Linked DNA regions of Pan troglodytes: all the other regions are linked to region 3. The links are chromatin contacts, called in public HiChIP or PLAC-seq maps. All regions are on one chromosome and are shown on one strand. The core of a region is the stretch at or near the end of the contact, and the rest is flanking DNA. Distances in the headings are between cores, read along the strand shown.

Region 1 (4,184 bases), core at 1,538-4,037, 680 kb before region 3:
CTCTTCCATATCCCCATTTTACAGATAAAGAAAGCAAAGCTCAGGAAGTTTGAGTAATGTATTTAAGGTTATACAACTAGTGACCCTAGCAGAATTTAAACCTGTGTGTTCTGGACCTATTTTAAATGATGCTTCATCTTGTAAAGACCATGAGGTTATTCTGATGTTGCCCTATTAAAAATAGTAATTACATACTATTATTAAAAATAGTAATTACATACTATTTTAAAATAGTAGTTACAAACTACTATTTTAAAATAATAATTACATACTATTTTTAATAGATAGCATCATTTAAAATAGGTCCAGAACACACAGGTTTAAATTCTGCTAGTGTCACTCATTGTATAACCTTAAATACATTACTCAAACTTCTTGAGCTTTGCTTTCCTGATCTGTAAAATGGGCATATGGATAAATATTTGTTGGATGAGTGAATGGATGAAAGTAATTTTAGAATACTTCTCTTGAAATTGCTTCCAAAGCTGGTATCTTTTGAATACCTTTAATGAATGCATATCTTGACAATGACTAATTTTTGGAAACAGACAAACATTTTTCTGAAGTAAGGTGGTGAATAAGGTGAGAGAAGAAGCTGGCTCAAAAACCTGGCGTGTCCATTCAGTAATGACATTAATTTTGGGATTTTTGCACATTTTGCATGTGATTGACAAAGCAGCTTTGAAGGCTTTTCCAAAGAAGTTGCAAAAATAGTTGCATTTTGAGAATAGGAACTCAACTTTCCAAAAGTTTGAAAAATACTCATTTTAGAAAGTACGCTAAATTCTTGTTGTTTTGTGGTTTACCTTTCTGTTTAAAGTAGTTAAATGCTCTATGTCATTCAACAAATATTTATCAAACAGCTATTATGTATTTAGTGCTGTGCTTTGAACACAGATATTGGTATAGCCCTTGTGAACCAGGAGTTCACAGTCTAGTTGAGACAGAAAATTAACAATTGAAATGCAATTCAACAAATACCGTAAATAGACTGATTTATATTAATAGCTGGATGCCATGGGAACATGCAGTAGAAACAGTGATGAGCTGGTACATGTTGAACAACTGACTTCTAGGGGAGTGGGTTGGAGTGTAAGGGCCTGATTAGCAGTGTTCACTGACTTCCATGGTGTAAATGCTCCCACCATGGCCAACGTGACATCATCAAAAGAGGAGTTGGAAGATGTGCAGTAGTATAACATTACATTGAATTTCCACCATATAGATAAAATGCATGTAAATAACCTGAAGAGCATAGATAATAGTAAAATGTAAAATAATTAGGAAGTGACAAATTTTGAGTATTTTTACTTTTGCTTGTAATATAATTTTTGAGTGGCTGTATTTGAAAACTAGCTCACAAAATCACTGAACATTTAACAATCAGCTCTTGCAAGTGGGTGTGAATCAGTGCAAATGGACAAACCACCAGGTGAAAGCAATGTCAGGAATTACTGTAGGCTCACATAAGATGAAGATTGTAAGGAAACTGGAGGCAGGGATCTCCAGCAGTGAACCTCTAAGTTGTTGAACTGTTACAGCACTGCCAGGTTCCTATGCCGGCTGTGCAGAAACAGACCAATATTCCGACAGCAGGCTTGCAGCAGAGAAAGAGTTTTAATAATCACAAGTTACAAGCCAGGAAACAGGAAGAGTTCTCAAGCTTCAATCCATTTCATCAAGGGGTTCTAGGCAAAGGTTTTTAAGGGGATTTGTGGAGGGTGAGGGGCTGGAAAATTTGGGGTTACCGATTCGTTGGGGTAAGGGAGATGAAATCATTAGGATGTGACAATTTCATTCCTCCATGAATCAGCTTTTTATTGGGCCTTCCAGACAAGCTGGCATCCTTAGTTTTGTTGGTATGCGGGACCTAAAGAAGCAATGCAAACAGAAAGCTTATCTTCTCATAATCTCTAGATTTTATCTATAGAGCAGAAAAAGAATGAAGACTCTTGTGACAAGGGCCACATTCTCATGGGGTAGTAAGTAGCAACCAGCTACAAGAAAGTCGGCCACACGGCAGGCTGGCTGAATAACAGCAGCTGTAAGCCTAGTTGGATTTTTTTCCCCTCCTTAATCAATTTTACAAAATGTTCTTGGGGATAGTTTCAGAATGGTCAAACTAATTCATTAATTCAATATCAACTTTTTTTTTAGGCCCTACTTTATTCTGGGCACTGTTTTAGGTGCCCGGGGGAAGGGGGCACCGCAGCAAAAACCGAGGCCCTGCCGTTAGGTTAGAGAGTTTACATTCGTGGGTATGGGTGTGTGTGTGTGTGTATAAACAAACGTCTGGCATGTCACGTGGTGAGTGGTAAGTGCTATGGCTAAACAGTAGTGTCAAGGGGAAAAGGAGTGGGGCACTGCTATTTCCTATGGGGTTGTGAGGCAGTAGTAAGTGTGGAAATGTATCAAAGTAAAGATCGAAGGTTCTGGCGTCTGACAGTTTGAATAAGGCGGAAGCACAGACTCTGCACAGATCTCAACCATCCAACAGGACTGAAACACAGAACTTGGAAAAACCCACGTACCTGCTTCTTACTTTGCTCGCCCGGTCTGCACAAGTGCAAAATCCTCTCCTGAAGTTCGTATCAGGAACACCAGGGTTTAACTAGACGAATCAGCCGCAGCGGGGCGGGGCTAATTTCAGTCCCTCCTTTGCCTGAAGTCAGCGAAAAGCGCGGACTCCCTCGCGCATGCTCAAATACGCCAACTTCCTCCTGGAGCGCCATCTGAGAAGGTCTGCGCATGTGCACGAACGACAAGTGTTTTTTTTTTTTTTGTTTGTTTGTTTTTTTTTGTCCCAAGGCGCTGCCGTACCGTCCAGGCGGCGAGTTGCATTCCGGTTCCGTCGTGTGTCTGGCGTGTGGAGCTAGTGCTCCCGCTTATTCGCCACTGTCGCCACCGCTGTCATGAACCGCGAGAGCTTCGCGGCGGGAGAGCGGCTGGTGTCGCCGGCTTACGTGCGGCAGGGCTGTGAGGCCCGCCGCTCGCATGAGCACCTCATACGGCTGCTTCTGGAGAAGGTACCGAGCTGTCGGTCCCCTCCCCAGCCGCCGCGACCCCGGGGCTCTGGCTCCGCCGGGCGTCCCCGCTGGTGCTGCCTCACCGGCAGCTCTTTGCTGCTTGAGACTAGTCCCAAGTCTGTCTCAGCTTGGCTTGCCCTAGCTGATCGACTGCGGTCTGTGCCTTCTCAGCCTTGCCAAAGCCAGTGAAAGCCAAATGGTGTTGTTAGGAGGGGGTGTTGGGGTCGGGGTTTTGAGTCCCGCTGTTTCTAACTTCGGGATGCGGAAGTGAGGGAAAGTCCCAGTGTACTTTTTTATTCGCGGAAAGGGCAAAGTTCGCACCTCCATCTTTCACCACCCTCAACGACTCAGAACACATAATGGTGTTTGTAGACTGTATGCTAACTCGAACCACGAGCTTTCCGCGGAACTTCACAGGTCTCCCTCCTGCCAGCGTTCATGTATTTTAATTTCATTAAAAGTTTTGTTGTGTTTTGTTTTTTTGAAACAGAGTCTCGCTCTTTCGCCCAGGCTGGAATGCAGTGTCGCGATCTCGGCTCACTGCAGCCTCCGCCTCCCGGGTTCACGCCATTCTCCTGCCTCAGCCTCCCGAGTAGCTGGGACTACAGGCGCCCGCCACCACACCCGGTTAATGTTTGTATTTTTAGTAGAGATGGGGTTTCACCATGTTGGCCAGGCTGATCTCAAACTCCTGACTTCAAGTGATCGGCCATTCTTGGCCTTCCAAAGTGCTCGGATTACAGGCGTGAGCTACAACGCGTGGCCAAAATTTCATTAAAGTTTGACAACTACCACCCTTCTCCACGTCCCACCGCCCCAATCGTAACGCCCTGGTTTGAAGCATCTTCATTGGGGTTGTGGTGTATTGGTTTTCAGTTAGTTTCACTTACGGAAATTTAAATATCTGAGTAAACCTCATTGTATGCATTTATCATCACTTCTCGAAATCTGTAAATAATTGTAATCAAATGTACAAACGTTTTGCCTCTTTGCGGTCTCTATATAGTGGTGAATTTATGCCTGAATTTTAGAAAACAAGGAGCTTGGCAAAATACACGTTTAAAAGACAAAATGTATTCCTGTAGTATTCTAGAGAACGGTAGTTTTATTAAATATAATCATAAGTTTTTTTTTTTTTTTTTTTAAGGGCAAGTGTCC
Region 2 (4,124 bases), core at 272-2,771, 900 kb before region 3:
CTTGCTTCTTCCTTCACTGAGAAAATGGATGTAACAGTGCCCTCTATCACGCCTACCCATCTGATTGCACGGATGTGCCTCCCATCTACCTTCCCTCCTACTTCTGTGACGGTACCACCTGCTGCTCTCTAGAGCCACAACAGAGTTTCAAAGCATCCCGGCAGCGGAGGGAGACTAGCTAGATTTCCTGGAGGGCCCTGAAAAATTAGACATCAATACCCTGGCGACTGGATCATGGTAGATAACATGGTGCAGACTACAGTCTGCAGGGTGCTAAGATTTCCTTATCACCTAGTTTCCAAATTTGGCTCTATACAACTCTCACATGGCCAGATAACTCTCAAGCCAGAGGCGGAAAGATGCACAGGTGAAGGTTTCCTTACAAAATGGCTGGCAGGTAATAACTCTCAGCAGAAAGTTGGGTACAACTGGTTTATACTCGATGAAGTTTTATGTGAACAAGAAATGCTGATAACACCCACGCACGTTCTGTCTGGAATCCAATGCATGCCTGCCTTGTCCAATTTAAAGGTATTTTTAGTGGAAGGTGGTTATCCAACCCGTAGTATAAAACGTGGACAAGAGAAGCCAGGTTCTTAAATATATCCTGTGTGGCAGCTACATGCACGCACATTTGCAGCTGAAGTTTGACAATAACTCTTCCTTCTGCTATTAAAACTGTAAGCAAACTTAGGGCAGGGTCCCTGCATCTACCACTATGTCTAGCTCATGAGCGGCACATCGTGGGCTTTTTTAAAAAGTTCATTTAACTAATAAACCAATGAGTGAAGAAGACTTGGGGAAGCAGGATTGCGTGAAGGTGTTAAGCTGTGTGAAAACTGTTACTTTAGCCATAAAAGTACCGAAAATAGCACAGACATCACCTTTCGCATATATACTTAAAGCTTACTGCCGTCCTGGGAGGCAGGGAAGGGGTAGCAGGTGGCCAGCCATGTCTGCAGAAGGGGAAACTGAGGCTCCGGCCGCCTGTGGCCCGAATGAACAGGCTCGGGCTCGGTGTTCTTGGGCCCCCCGGGAGCAGACCCAGCACAGGCGGGCTCCCGCCGGCTCACTCACCTCGCCAGCTGTGTTGGCCAAAGCAATGAGATCCCGCTTGGGCGACCAGACCAGGAAAATAATCTCCTGCGGGAGCTGCTTCTCTCCCACCACCCGGAAGGACGGGAAACAGGTCGGAAAACGCAACATGGGGACGGCCCTGCAACGACACCCCAGTCAGAGGCCGGCAGGAGCCCCCGGCTCTCCACGAGGAGCCCCGACCGCGCCTGTACCTGCAGGAGTCCCCACCGGCAGACTAACACGGCCCCAGTGGCCTCTCCCCTCCCTCTGCCGGCCGCGCGCCACAGCCTCCAGGCCGCCCCGCCCCGCCGCCGTCGCGCGCTCCAGGCACTTCCGGCGTCGGGACTGCCTCGCGAGAGGAGGAGGATGGGCGGGGCGCGCAGCGGTCTTGGGGGTGCTGAGAGCCAGACGGGGCGGACAGGGACGGGGCGCGCTGGGCGGGGCAGGGAGGAGCGAGGGGCGGATCGAGGTGGGGGTAGGATGGGGCCCGTGGGCGGGGCAGGGAGCAGCGATGGGGCAGAGCGAGGAAGGGTGGGGCACGCGGGCGGGGCAGGGAGCCCCGAGGGGCGCGGAGAGGGAGGGAGCCGCGCGCCGGACCCAGGTGCTGGTGGGATCGCTGGGCGCCGAGACCTGAAAGGGCCCGAGAAGGGCGGGGCGGGCCCCTGCGGCCACACGCAGGTATTTTGGGAACCCGTGTGTGCACGTGTGTGGGCATGCTTGCATACCTTTCCCGTTTTCCCGGAAATTCTCTGCTGTGGGCAAAGGGACGGTAGGGGTTTATGGGGTAGGCTTCAGCGACAACGGGGAGATGAAAAAGAATATGAACTTTAGGTCCTGATCAGCTGGAGCCTCCTCTAACAGTTACTAAGCAAGTAGTTCTCATTGTCAGTCCTGGTGGGTCAGTATAGAATTTTAAAAGTCCCCCTGTCCAAGCAGCACCCCAAACCAATTAGAAGAAAATTAACCCTGGATGGGCCCAGTATTTACTAAAACTCTTTGGGTGATTCCAACTTGAAGAGAGAAGAGGCGCCTGCCCTAAAACCTCCCTAACAGGCAAATAATACTGTGACATCTCATCCCATTTAACCCTCACAACTTATTGGTAGTTGCAGCCCCGTCATAACGAATAAAGAGTGTGGGCTCAGGGCCGGGCGCGGTGGCTCACGCCTGTAATCCCAGCACTTTGGGAGGCCGTGGCGGACGGATCACAAGGACAGGAGATAGAGCCCATCCTGGCTAACACGGTGAAACCCCGTCTCTACTAAAAAATACAAAAAAGTAGCCGGGCGTGGTGGCGGGCACCTGTAGTCCCATCTACTGGGGAGGCTGAGGCAGGAGAATGGCGTGAACCCGGGAGGCGGAGCTTGCAGGGAGGCGGAGCTTGCAGTGAGCCGGAGCTTGCAGTGAGCCGGGGCTTGCAGTGAGCCGGAGCTTGCAGTGAGCCGGAGCTTGCAGTGAGCCGAGATTGCGCCACTGCACTCCAGCCTGGGCAACAGAGCCAGACTCCGTCTCTAAAATATAAAAAAAGAGTGTGGGCTCACACACGATTTCTTCTATAGGTACTTGGGCATTTACTATGTGGAGGAACTGAGGCTACAGCAATGCATGGGACGGGAACTCTGCCCAGAGGCTCACAGGCCAGCCTGGCAGACTTGTAAATCAGAACTCATCTGATGTTGCTTTATGTAGGACATATTTAAATGAGTCAACCTGTTGACAGTTCCCACAGCTATGACCTCCCTAAGAGAATGTGACAGTACCATCCTAGGGTTCTTAAACTTAAAACCTATGGTAGAAAGCCATCTACTTTTTACTACCTTTCACTTGTTCAAAGAAGAAAGAGACGGCAGGTCCTTTAACTTTCAACAGGCCCCATCTTCTTGACCTCTGTCTGGATCTAGCCCCTGGGAAGTAGATGACGGAGGGAGACTAATTCATTCAGCATCAAGTAACTATTTTGTGCCAAGTACTGTTCTTAATCCTTGACTTTATACCTACCCTGCTTCCTGTCACGGGCTTTGCAACCCTTGCCTTTGCCACAAACAACTTACCAAGTGCCCCCCAACTCTTCCAGAATCAACATTTCTAAGGTAAAAATGCATTTGCCTTTGTTTTTCACAAAATGCATTTTCAGGTGTTAGTGTTTTGGGGCAGTTATAATGGATCACCTGGTGGGGGTCTAGTATCTATGCACGTTAACATTCTTACGGAAATTGAATGTCCATTTTCCTGTAACTTACCTGAATACAAACACCCATACAGCACGTGAAAATCACTGTTCCCAGAGGCATAAACACCGTACTGCAAAGGACAGAGTATAACCACCTGCACATTAAGTCTTCACAGAATATAAATTTTCTAAGCCTTACAGCAAAGGAAACAGCATAGGTGTGGAGTTCCAGATGTGGGCAGGAAACAGCAGAGTTTTATGCTGCTATAGACCAGGGGTGTCCAATCTTTTGTTTTCCCACATTAGAATCGTCTTGGGCTACACATTAAATACATTAATAGTAATGACAGCTGATGAGCTAAAAAAAAAATCACACAAAAAATCTCACAATGTTTTAAGAAAGTTTATGAATTTGTGTTGGGCTGCATTCAAAGCCCTCCTGGGCCACAGGCTGCGAGTTAGACAAGCTTGCTATAGACCCTCATGTGTGTTGGTAGGCAGTAGGGGGCAGGAATTGTTCTTGGAAATGATCCAAAGTAGCCGTAAGACAAGAAATATTAACACATCGTGTTTCCAGCCTTTTCTTTTTCCCACTGCCCCATAAAGATTTTAGCTTTACCTACTCCGTTTTTTGCCTCCCCCATCCTTAGGAAAATACTGCAGAATAAAGAGAAAAAGGGAAGAAGGCTCAGGGATCGGCTATCAGTGCTTTTTAAGGAGGCAAGGGCAGGAGAAATAAATATTTACTTAAGCATGTTCATTATAAGGTTATTTACAAAAGTGAAAAAATGCAAACAACCTAGATGTCCCATCATAGATTTTTAAAAAATATATCTATCCTGAAGAATATTATGCAGACATAAATCGATGTTCACAA
Region 3 (4,085 bases), core at 707-3,206:
AACACAGGCATTGGGCCTAATTTAATATTTTCTGGTCTCTTTACATTTAATGTTTATAGGGGTGGGACTGCAAGGGGATTGAATTAGGGGCAGTATGAAGAATTCCTCCCTTCTTTTTCCCAGCCAGGAGACACAGGAAACAATAGAGGGAACAATGGAGAAGCCCCTTTATTCAATATTGGTGAGATCAGCACCAATTTCGATAACTGAATAGAACTTCTGTGTGCCTAATACTTTAAAAAAACTATTGTAAGTTTGAAGCCAGGTCAGTCAGCATTATTTGGGCCTGAAGTTAGTACATAAAATTTCATCTTTCAATGTTCTCTCCAACATCAATTTTTAGAAAAAATATATCCCCCCCTTATAAAAATCTACAGTGGCCAGTGTGGTTAGGCACCACTGATTTGAAACAGCATTCTTCACCAATCCAGAAAAGAGGATGGTGACCTATTTTTTTTTTAAAAGATCATTTGACACGCCTTTGAAAAATAAGTCAATCTCAGAAAAAGAAAACAGGTATTTAGCCAGAAATGTTTTCTGAATTTCTACCAGGAGGCATGCTATTCGCAAGGATGAAGGAACTGTCTTTCTAGAGCCGTTCTTTGCTCCTGTTTTATTTCCCCTCTGAAATCACTAGCCGACGTTTCTGACATCACTGGGTTGCTGTGGAAATGTTTATTTCACAGAGGATTTCGACCTCCAGTGGGGAATTTACAAGTGGAAGTGTGAACTCTTGGAAAAACACAATTGGTTTGAATAAAAATAGGCAGCATTTGGAAACGGGATTCAGAAAGAAAACAATATAAACTGCCTTTAAGAGGTTGTTTCAAGTCTTCCTGCAAGGATTCAAATACTTTTAAGAGCATCTTACACAGATATGCTGGTTTTTATTTGAATTTTACTTTCTATAAATATCTGTATAAAGAGTAAGGGGAAGCAAGTAAAGAATGTCTTCTTGCAGGAAAAAAAAAAAACACACCTTTCAGTCACCCAATTATTAAGACTGAAAGATTTGGTTCTAAAATACCATTTTGTGAGGAGAGAGAGAGACGACATTATATCCGTTTACATTTTTATATCATATAATGGACTTTAGAGAATAGCTCCCTTTAAATAATTGTGACTCAAGGGGCCTGAGTTTTAGTGCAGAAGCCACAAAATCCATTTTCGTTTTAAACTGTTAAATCAACAGAACGCCAAACTAGAGCCTTTCTTCCTGCTGGGGCAGTATTGTCCCCTAAATCCACTTTCCAGTCCTCTCAGCCTAGCCTAGTTTGATGTAGCATTGACTTAGCTTAACTACAGCAACCGGCAAAAGGAAGTGGGTTTGCATTTGGAATGGGAGGAGGCAGGCACCGGTGTGTCTGTGCCTGCGTGGACACGCGCGCGGGGGGCTGGAGGGATCGCGAAAGCAAGAAAAGCGGGACATAGCAACTATGTGAAAATAATTTTCCCGTGGCTGGAAGAGGGGTCTCTGCATGGAAAAGCAATTTTAGGAATAAAAAAAAAAATCTTCAAACAGGGTGGAAGGAAGGCTTGCCAGGAGGTTGCCGGACGTAGCGGGGGGGTGGGCGCCTGTGTTTTTCCTCGAGCATTTTTTCTCTTCCCGGGCTCAGGGCGGCCCACTCCCCACCCATCCATCCACCTGCCCGCGCCCTCACCCGCGCCCCCTGCCGTCCCGGGACGCGCATGGCCCGGCGGCTATGGCGAGGAGGTCGGAGAAGGCAGGCGGCCGGCCGGCCACGGGCTGCAAAAGGTCTGGCGGCGCGGGCTGATTTAGTGGCCGGGGCTGTAGTACAGGCTGTCCCCGGCAGCCGGCGGAGTCAGCGCGCCCACGTGACGGCCCCGGCTCTCCGGTGAGCTCCCCAAACAGACGCACACCCAGCCACACGCGCGCGCTCGCGCGCGCGCACACACACCACACACACACACACACGCACGCACGCACCCCCGCGCGCACACGCCCGCCCGCTCGCGCTGCCTCTGCGCCTCCATCCCGGCTCGCTCATTATCTCGCCCTCTCGCTTCCCCTGCGGTCTCTCGCTCTGCGCGCACACACCACACACACGCACACGCACACACACGCGCGCACACACGCAGCCGGCACAGGCGGCGGCGGCGGCTGCCCAAGTCAGGACGAACCTCTCTAGGTACCGTCTTGAGAAGGCGGCAGCGGCGGCGGCGGCGGCGGCGGCGGCGGCAGCGGCAGCGGCAGCCCAAGCATCCCTCCTCTCCCGGAGAGGGAGCACCGCCGAGAGTTTCCGTTCCCTTTGCCATTCCCTTCCCCTTCCTTTTCTTTTATTTTCGAGAGAATTTCTTCTTGGCTTATTGGTTTAATTTGATTTTTAAAATTTTGGGTTGCTTTTGTGTATGTGTGCTTTTTTTTTCTTTCCTCATTTTATTTGCATCCAGAGCATGGCGGGCTGCGGGCTGTCGGAAGACACCCTCTTCTCTTCCTTCTTTTACAACTACGGCTCCTCCTGGGAAACCCCTTCCAACCAGGTAAGGGGTGGCTCGGTGCCGGGCGGCGTCGCGCCCCTTGCCCCCTGCCGCGCGCTCACTTGGTACTCGGTGGGGAGGCAGAGGCTCGGGAGGGGGTGGGGAGGATGGGGGCCAAGTGGGTCGCACTGTCTGGGTCAGCGCCAACCGGCGAGAGGAGGTACCCCCCCTTCCCCCATCGCTAGCTTTCCAGTCTCCAGGTTCTGTCGCGTTCCTCCCGTGCCCCATCTGCCATCGACACCTTCCCCCACCACCTCCCAGCCCAGCGGGAACCCGAGAAAGAGGCAGGAGCCGGCGCGTTACCCCGAACAACTCCAGGCAGAACCAGGGAACTCGAGCGCAACCTTCCCCAAGTCGCCGCGGGCGCCGCGCCCCTGTGCGCCCGGCGCCTACCCGCCTTCCAGTTGCGCCGAGGGGCTGCAGAGCCGCAAGCCCCCCGCGACGTGCTGTCCCCCCTCCACTCCCCTCGGGGCCCGAGCCGCCTCTTTCCCTAAAATGGCTGCAATCTCAAGTAGAGGCGTCCCCTGACCCGCGGAGGTGGGGGGGGGGGGGTGGGGTGCAGAGTGGAGCCTCCGCTCCTCCTGACCCCGCGCCTCCCCTGGGGCGCAGAAGCACCCCACAAACACACACACTTAACTTTGATGACTGTGCAATGCAGTCCGGCTGCATCGTGCCCTAGACGCTCCACGCCGCCGGCCTGTAGGTGTGCGTGTCGGTGTGACTCGGGGGGCCCAGGGACGCTGGGGGTAGACGCCGGAAGGGGGGCGTGGAAGGAGATGGATGTCAGCGGGCCACTGGTAACCTGGAGAGGCAGGCATGTGCCCAGGGTCTAGGGGTGAAAAAGCTATTCTGGGAGCTGGAGCGAGAAATAGAGAGAGGAAAAATGCCTTTTAATTAAATAACTGTTGTAGTCTGCTGCCCCCACCGCTTGTTGGTGAAAGTCTACAGGCATCTGTCATCTCCAAACTACGCGGGGAAGTAGAGCTGGGGTCGAGGGAGGGGAGGCATGTGTGTACGTGTATGCGTGTGTGTGTGTGCACGCGGGTGTGTGTCTGTGTGTGGGTGTGCGCGCGCGCTCGCGGGTCTGGGCTGGGGAAAGTTGGGGCCAGAGGAGCGGTGGAGGAGCAATGGTGAAAGGCATTAGCTACTCGGTGGGCGGTCCAGGGCGCCGGGGATTCCCGGGCCCCGCGGAGCGCGCACCGCGGGGGGAGCTGGCCCGCTAGGGGTGGGGGGTGTCGAGGAAAAGAGCTCCGTTCAGCCCGGCTCGCCTGGCCGCCGCGGCGCCTCTCCTCCGGAGCCCGCCAGCCAGCCTCGGCCGCTTGCGGGGCTGCCCGCCGAGCTCGCCGGCGCTGGCGCGCTCCCTCCCGGGCCCGGGGCGCAGCGCGTTCCTGCGAGCTCCCGGCAGAGAAGCCAAACCCCGAAAGCAACCGAAAAATGTTCGCCGCCGCCGCCCCCGCATCACCCCAAGTTTCCAAGAAACAAATCGCCAAACTACTAGCTGCCAGGTGAAGACCTCTCTCTCCGGCGTGGGCTCTCCAGAAAGCGCTGCGGCCATCCGAGTGAATAATACATAAGGGCCGCCGGGA

Evidence for each region. HiChIP or PLAC-seq counts read pairs in DNA pulled down with a chosen protein or histone mark.
Region 1: a contact with region 3 is called in an H3K4me3 HiChIP or PLAC-seq map of stem cell-derived excitatory neurons, with 4 times the contacts expected there. The contact joins the promoter of SEPSECS here to the promoter of PPARGC1A in region 3.
Region 2: an H3K4me3 HiChIP or PLAC-seq map of stem cell-derived excitatory neurons shows a contact between it and region 3, with 4 times the contacts expected there. The contact joins the promoter of ANAPC4 here to the promoter of PPARGC1A in region 3. A contact is called at or near these places in 1 of 7 Hi-C or Micro-C datasets (stem cell-derived neural progenitor cells) and 1 of 1 datasets of contacts at active chromatin or transcription factors (stem cell-derived excitatory neurons).

Annotation. Positions count from the first base shown.
Region 1 is chr3:25,624,681-25,628,864 of NHGRI_mPanTro3-v2.0_pri, reverse strand. SEPSECS (Sep (O-phosphoserine) tRNA:Sec (selenocysteine) tRNA synthase) reads left to right here and starts at 2,787. Exons shown (of 15, transcript XR_010156495.1): 1 at 2,787-3,026; 2 at 3,517-3,653; 3 at 4,174-4,184. LOC129143705 (a long non-coding RNA gene) reads right to left here and starts at 2,708. Exons shown (of 2, transcript XR_008547465.2): 1 at 2,532-2,708.
Region 2 is chr3:25,840,024-25,844,147 of NHGRI_mPanTro3-v2.0_pri, reverse strand. ANAPC4 (anaphase promoting complex subunit 4) reads right to left here and starts at 1,521. Exons shown (of 29, transcript XM_001165393.5): 1 at 1,290-1,521; 2 at 1,078-1,216. The coding sequence starts at 1,206.
Region 3 is chr3:24,941,593-24,945,677 of NHGRI_mPanTro3-v2.0_pri, reverse strand. PPARGC1A (PPARG coactivator 1 alpha) reads left to right here and starts at 1,956. Exons shown (of 14, transcript XM_016951411.3): 1 at 1,956-2,502.